2 separate regions of the Mus musculus genome follow, and region 1 is linked to region 2. A link is a contact called in public Hi-C data. All regions are on one chromosome and are shown on one strand. Each heading gives the region's core, a stretch centred on a gene start, on an enhancer-like site or on the middle of the called end of the contact. The rest is flanking DNA. Distances are from core to core; before and after follow the strand shown.

Region 1 (3,839 bases), core at 1,041-3,540, 110 kb after region 2:
GAACATACGTACATAAACCTCATGCACAATGTGTGGGATGTTAGGCCATCTGAGTAGAGTCAAGGTTGCTGTGGTATGATACAGTACAAGACTCCAAGACAAGGTGGGGCGGGGACTTGGTTGCTAAGATACCTGCTGTGTGTGTGTGTGTGTGTGAGGACGTGAGTTTGGATCCCTGAGACCTGTATAGAAATACCGATATGGTGACATACATTTATAAACCCAGAGATACAAGGACAGAAACAAGTGGAATTCATTGGCCAGTCAAGTTGAGTCAATAAGCCCCTGGTTCAGTTGAAAAAAACCGGGTGCCAAAATATAAGGATGTGAGTAATTGAAGAAGAAGGAAGCTGGCATTGATCCCTGGCCTTCATATGCCTATACATAAGTATAGCACACATGCTCACAGAGAGAATGCGGCATAGGCTTTTAGAGATGCAGCAACCTGCAGCATCTTCACATCCCTGATCCTATGGGGAAAGGAGTGTTCAACAGGATGGACACACGGCTCGGGGGCATGTCTCTGTGGCAGAAAGAGATGAAATGTATTGACATTTAATAGCAGCTGCAGGCATTCGAGTGCTGAAGTTCCCCGAGGTGAACAGATGAGTAAGAAATGAAAAATCCAAAAACAGAAACCTGGGGCTGTGGATCTCAGGAGAATGGAGACGGAGGCCCAGGGCAGGGGTTGAGGTAGGGTCAGAAAATGAGGAAGCCGTCCACAGCAAATGATATTCAACAATCATCCAAAAGATAACAATGGTTGTCAATGTCAGGTGCAGTAGAAGACCCTGAAAATAGTACCGTCGGTACAGCTGCAGCAGTAGTTACAATGAAAAGGGAATGAGGAATCAAAGGAGAAGTATCTGCTGAAGGTTCATTTAGTTTCCACGCTTGAAAGCACTCAGTCCTCAAACAGCCTGGTGTTGATATTTCTGTCTAATAGAAGAGTCAAAAAAAAATCTATCCACTGGACTTGAACCCAAGAACATCAGTGGTGACCTTAACAACTGAAATTCACTAAGGGAAAGTGACTCAGAGATCTACTGGAATGAGGCATCACAATTTGGAAGTGAAAGTCCTCCCTAGAGCCTCATGTGTTCTGCAGAAACTTGGTCACCAGCTGCTTCAGTCATTGAGAGAGAGAGTTTGACTCCTAAGGACCTGGTGTTATCTGTGAATCAACTGAGAGATCACCATCTGTTGGCATTGTTAGGAAACTGGTAAAACCTTTAAAGACAAAATCTGATGGAGGAAGTAGGTCATTCAGTTTGTTCGTGTGTGTGTGTGTGTGTGTGTGTGTGTGTGTGTGGCAGTGTGTGTGTGGGGGGGGGGGGTGTATCTTATCTCAGTTCCTCGCTCAGTCTCTCTGTTTCCTGGCTGCTGTGAAGGAAGCAGCTGTTCTCTACTGAACACTCTTCACCAGGATACACAGGTCCCAAAGCCACAAAGCCAGCAGATGATGGATAGACATTTCCGAAACCATGAACCAAAATAAAGATTCCTTCCTTGGTTCTTTTTTTCTTAACTGTTCTCTCACAACAGCAACAAAAGCCAACTAGTGAAGAAGAGGCACGTAAGGATCTGGTAAGAAAGCCCACGGTCAATTCCTCGACTCAAAATCCCACCAATCCCTGAACTTGCCCCTAGCTCAGGACTTGAAATCCCACCAGTTCCCACCCTGGAAAACTCTGCACCCCCCTGGAATCACCCCCCATCCCACCAAACCCTACATAAGCCTCTCTTCCATTCAGTTCTCTGCTTCTTCTCACCTGAACAGAGCCAGCCCACCTCCGGTGTTTTCCCAATAAATCTCTTACGTGAAGTTTGTTGTGCAGTGTGACTTTGTGGTATTCCCTAACTCCTGGCTGCCAGGAGTCCTTCCCTTCTGAGCTGTAACCTTTGCACTGGGGAAACCTTTCCTCTCAGACCTGTAGCACTTACAGTAAGAATGAAGAAAAAATATTATTTCAAGATATTTGAACGGGAGGAAAAGAAGGGAGATTCTAAAGAGATTAGAAGATCTCAGACTGTCACAGAGGGTTGTGTTTCTGTGAGAAAGGCTTAAACTTGGCTGGAGTAGATTCTAATTTTGTCACTTTAGCTGCCCATGGGTTGAAGGCAGACACAACCCTGGAATTCAGTCCTATGGTTGGATAGGGGAAATGCCTGAGGTGGGAGGACTCTGGCACACAGTGAAAAGGAGGTGAGATGACTTTAGATTAAATTCTGGAATGGAGTCTGGCATGTACACTAGTACTCAGTGACCACAAACCAACAGTTTAGTATGGGGGAAAAAGAGAGGAAGTTAGAAGAATGACTTCCTTTCTGATCCTTTGAGGTCATGTGGCCATTTCAGAGAAATCTAAATTGAACTTTTCTCGAAATGAAGACCACAGCCAGCCAGGAAATTCCTAGAAAGTCAAATTTTGAGTGAAGTCTGAATTGGGGGTTAGGGGGCTCATAAGTGTAGCCCTACACAAAAATCCAGTCAAGAGCCACTAACCCATGCTTAGACACACTGCCTCTGTCGGGCTTATGCCAAAGTATTATTATTTCAGTGTCTACTATGACATTAGCCGTGACATGAAGCACTGAGGTCACATGTTGTATGATAAAACATTTCCCGAGGAGACACAACACACATTGTACAAGAGCATTGTGTATGCCAATGTTGCCACACATTGACATACAATGTCTGAAGGAATGATTACCTGGAGCTTCTGAGATGAGAGCAGACTGTTTGCTTTCCCCCACTGAGTCCCGCCTTCACCTCATATACCTTACATGCAATCTTTTGCCAGGATGCCCATTGGCCCATCCTTGCTTTTGGATGCTTTTGTGAATAGACACCATGTTCTTCACATTTCTATCCTGCAGAGTCCCCTGGATATAAGGAACAGATTCACAGGGGAAAACTACACTCGTTCATTCAATTGCATAGCCCTTAAACGGATTCATAACAGATTATAACTTCCATTCCTATTCATTGTAACTAAAGGACAAAATAATTAGACAGTGTACATGCCAGGAAAAAGAAAGGAAGACACTCATGTACCCTGAGATTTTCTATCTTCAGGGCTAGAATTCTCAGCAGTGTCTGTGGTCCTGATCATTTCTAGACTTCCCCATTCTCCTCTAAGCCCCCTGCCATATGCTATCTAATGCCACTCTTGTGGGGTCCACAGGAAGAGGAAAGAAAGTGAGGCAGAGCCCCCCCAGGGCTCTAAAGTGCTTTGTCACTCCAGCCAGCAGCTGAAGGGTGTTGGGCTATTTAAATGGTTGTGAACTTCATGACTCAAGTTCCAAACCAATTTTTTGGAAACTTTAGAAAATACATTTGAAAAGCTATTTAAATGGAAACTTTTTTTTTCCTGTCAAGTTCCACCATAGCACACATTTTTACAGCCCTTATAATTCCTTGAAAACCCTCAATGTATAATAGAAGTGCTGACAGGTGCTGGGCCGTAGCAGCAAGCCTAACAGTTCAGCTGTGTTTATTTTTCATTACACTTGACTCTAATTGGTGCCAGTTTAACTGTACCGCATACCAACCAGAACCTTTTAACTCAAACATCAGCCTGGGCAAATTGGCCTCTTTCCCCCTGTCCTGGCTTTCTGATATCAGCAACTTCCCATATTTCTTTCTCATCAAACTATCTTTTTGCTTGTTGAGCAGCAGGTTGACTTCTTTCAGAAGCAAGATTCAAAAGAAAACAGAGCTACACCTTAACCCAGGCTCCTCTGACAATAGTCTTTGGAGAGCCCTGAACCTCCATGAACCTCGTTTCTTCACCTGCAAGAGTTAGAAACCATAATTTCTGTTTGGCTGGTCCATT
Region 2 (3,765 bases), core at 154-2,653:
ACTCTCTCCCTGCTGTGCCACACACACACACACACACACACACACACACACACACACACACATACAAGTATTTTAGAATACAATCTGTCTCAGGCTCACATGTACCACATCACATGGAAAAGAATATTCATTTGAGTTATGGTTCCTTTTTTGCAGCATTAAGTTGTCTTCTAAATGTCTATGAGCTATTTCTTCACCAAGAATAAGATACCAGTAAATAAACTCTAATTTTGCCATTATTTTCATCTTGCTTCTTTTGCATGGCCAGTTGGGGGCATTGCTTCCCTTGGCATTGGTCATCCAACAGCTGGTAATTGCACAATGCCTGGCATCAGAAAGAAGGATGAGAGGGGTTGTTCCATGGGTTCTAACTCAACAGGAAAGCATCCTGTCTTGGCTAATAGGACTGTAATATGAACTATACATTTAACTTCCTTCTTGATTGAACACAAAGATCATGCTTCCCAGAAATGGATGATTTCACAGTTCCGTGAAGCTAAAATAAAATAATGCAATAACTGGTCTCCATAATGGCAATCTTTTCTGATAAATGGAAAACCTCCAGTGATAATACTCTAATGGTGCCCAAGGTCCCAGGACTTAAGGGGGTCTGGGCTGCTTGCCCTGGGTATGAGAGCATATGTCCCTGTGAGCTTAACCTTCCATCCAATTGCATTTTCTCATAAATTCCAAGTTTGGCCTTGTGTGCTAATGCTTCAATGTACATTTCTTAGGAAAAACTCAACTTTGCTTTTCTGGTCTCTTCAGCTCAGGATAGAAGTGGGGAGAAGAGAACATTTCCGATAGATATTATGGGCAGATGTTTCTTAGAACAACTCAAACAAAGGCAGCAAGATAGCATCTGGTCCCTTACTATACTAAGCAATGAGAATGGAAAAGACAAGTGTAGTAGGTCTTCCTCACACTGTCATATGAGCCAAGTAAATGCTGGGCTCAGATTTGTAAGTTGGTATCAAAACTTCCAAAGCTGTGACAGATGAGACAGGAAGGCTAAAAGGTTGCTTGGGTAATGTGGCTGTGTTCTTACTGTACAGTAGACTCTCGCCCATAGCCAGAGTATTTCATTAGCATTTGGAGCCAGTAGTCTCTAGAAGTGAGATGAATAGGAGTTTTCTGAGAACTTTGGTGTCAAGGTCATTATTTAACATTTAGTACTATAATAAATGTCTCGACTGTTTAAAGATTTCATAGGCAAACTCAGAGTCAGCATATAGGAAATGTTTACTGACTCATATACGCACAAGATCCCAGAAATTGAAGGCTCTCTGACATCATCTAACCATACTGACTCATTTTAAATGACGACTCAATAAGTAGAAAGGAGTGATATGATTTGTCCTAGTCATTTAGATAGCATATACACTAGGGAAGATCATGATATAGTCACTGTTTAGTTTTTCACTTCCATAATACACGCTCATTGAGCACCTACTAACCCCTCGTCATAACATTAGGCTGTGACAAATGGATATGAGTATGAAGCAACTTCTGCCTCCTAAGTCCCAGGGAATCATGTAAAGTTATGACAGAAATCTTGGGCAAGGAGAGGAGACCAGAGAACTGTTGCTCTACTGAGAGACTGGAGACATCTAAGAATGGACATCCTATTTGAGTAGAGTCTTGGAGAAAAAGACTGGAGCAATGAAGCATTCCATGTGGAAGACTCCATTAAGCACCTTCTGGGTCAAGTCAATTTAAAGCTCAAGAGGGGTTCTATTGTTGCTAGATTCTAAAATCTCCGGAATAAAAAGTACTTCAACATAGAAAACTTAGAAGAGAGCCAGACTGACTTTTCAATGACATCTCATGGCCAAGAATCAAAAGAGATCTTCAAAAGAATGAGAAGTTATTTTGGGGGTCCCCAGCAAGAATCTTACCAATAAATTCTAACTCTCCTTACAGATATTTGAAACCACAACCACTTGAGGATATAAAAGAGATAAGTACCCTGCAGAGGCAGGACCCCAGTGATAGAGAATTTGTCAGTAAGTACCCAGAACAGTTCGGTACTCAATAAGTCAATCAGGAAACCTTTCCTCCTGACTCTCAGTGAAAGGCATTTGATTTATAAAGAAACTATCTCTGTAGAAACATGTAAAGTCCACTATCGACCCTTTCTCTAGAGCATTGGAAGGAGTTTTTATTGTGACTTGTTTGTTGTGGTCAAGGGTGGTAATGGTGTAGACAGACTGGCTTAGGCCACTTGTTAGTTGTGTGAATAATTAGACAAATTATAGAACCCCTTCCATGTGTCAGGCATAATACCTACCTTATACAGGTTTTGAAATCCCTTAGCTATATGCCATTCATATACTGTTCATTCATACCATTTGCTTAATGTTTTTTTCTAGTACTGTCACTATTTTTTTTAAGTTAATATATCATTACTGCCAAAGTCCTGCAGGGAGAACTGGTCTTTCTCTTCAGCTCTCAGCTGTTGTTAAGTAGATTGGCTGGCCATTGTTGGGTAGCATCTCTTCTCTCATCCACTACCTACTATAATGTTATAAGCCATGTGAAAGAATCAGACACAGTTTCCACACCAAGGGATCTATAATTAGATCATGTGTAATTATTACTAGTTTATTACTACTACTATATTACCCTTGAAAATAATATAAATGTGTCAGTTTTCCATTACTGTAAGATCACAGCCAAATAAACTGCTTTTACAGAAGAGCGGTTTGTTTTTGCTCAGGGTTTCAGAAGGTTCTGTGTGTGGTTGATTGGTTCTGTTCCTTTGGGCCCAGGCTTAGAGTGTGCGATCAAAGAAACTGCAAGAAGCAAAATAAGAAAGAGCAAGGGTCCAGGGTCCTAATGTTTCCCAAACAATCTACCATTTCTCACCAGCCTTCAACTCCTGAATGTCTACAACTTCCCAGCAATGCCACCAGCTGGTGACCAAGCCTTTAACATATAGCCTTTCAAGGGTGTATTTAAGATCCAAACATAATGAATATGGAAAATGTGAATCTAAGTGCTTTAATTCTGTCTTTAGTACATCTTCCCCCTTCATGTTTGTCTTGATTAAGTTCTGTCCACCCAGTACAGCTGCTGGATGTTTTGAGTCTGGATTCAATCAGTATAACAAAACCACACAGCAATTTGAAAAAGGAAAGCAGTCTAATATGAGGAGTCAGTAACCAGGAGATTTTGGAGAGATTAGCTAATACATAAAAAGAACAATAGGGACAACATAAAAATGTATGCTGAGGGCTGGAGAGATGCTTCTGTAGTTTGCTACACTCCGTTCTTCCCTAGGACCTAGGTTTGATTCACAGCAGCTCACAACTACCTCTAACTTCAGTCCCAAGGGATGTGATACCCTCTTCTGGCCTTCTCAGGCACTGCATGCATGTGCATAGACATACATGTAGGTCAAACACAATTATACATAGCAAAGTAAATAAATCTTTAAAAAGTTACTGAGTGATGTATTGACTAAGATATCAGAATTTAAAGAAACTTTTAACATAATCATATAATGTTGACATAGCTAACACAAGGAGCTCTCACACCTAGGACTAAGATCACATATTCAAGCCAAAGTTTCCCTGGGGCTGGGATGAAGCTTTGTTGAAGAGTTAATAAGAGTCACCTGTGATACTCTGGAAAATTATCCTATACAATGACAGGGAGAGCTGTGCATGGAGATGGAATAACCTCAGAGCTCTTCCTATGAGGCCATCTGTGGCTGGGGGTGCCACAGGACACCAAATCTTGATGCATCGGGTCCTCTTGCCC

The links. A called contact is a pair of places that touch in the nucleus more often than the background predicts.
Region 1: a contact with region 2 is called in a Hi-C map of the Ba/F3 cell line, with 2.7 times the contacts expected there. The contact joins two enhancer-like sites. A contact is called at or near these places in 3 of 15 datasets of contacts at CTCF or cohesin (CD8 T cells, large pre-B cells and pro-B cells), 15 of 484 Hi-C or Micro-C datasets (the 63-12 cell line, the Ba/F3 cell line, the HL-1 cell line and 11 more) and 6 of 115 datasets of contacts at active chromatin or transcription factors (the 230-238 cell line, CD8 T cells, bone marrow-derived dendritic cells and 2 more).

What each region holds. Positions count from the first base shown.
Region 1 is chr12:12,545,426-12,549,264 of GRCm38.p6, forward strand. No RefSeq gene overlaps it. Among named protein-coding and RNA genes, the nearest start is that of Gm34637, 120 kb to the right of the region's middle. Within about 2 kb of position 2,291, at least 35 of the 459 cell types and tissues checked have an H3K27ac peak or open chromatin away from gene starts, as enhancers often do. A contact at or near this core is called in the Ba/F3 cell line, where this site is marked.
Region 2 is chr12:12,436,283-12,440,047 of GRCm38.p6, forward strand. The region is part of intron 1 of Gm34489 (a long non-coding RNA gene); the gene reads left to right. Among named protein-coding and RNA genes, the nearest start is that of Gm34489, 17 kb to the left of the region's middle. Within about 2 kb of position 1,404, at least 3 of the 459 cell types and tissues checked have an H3K27ac peak or open chromatin away from gene starts, as enhancers often do. A contact at or near this core is called in the Ba/F3 cell line, where this site is marked.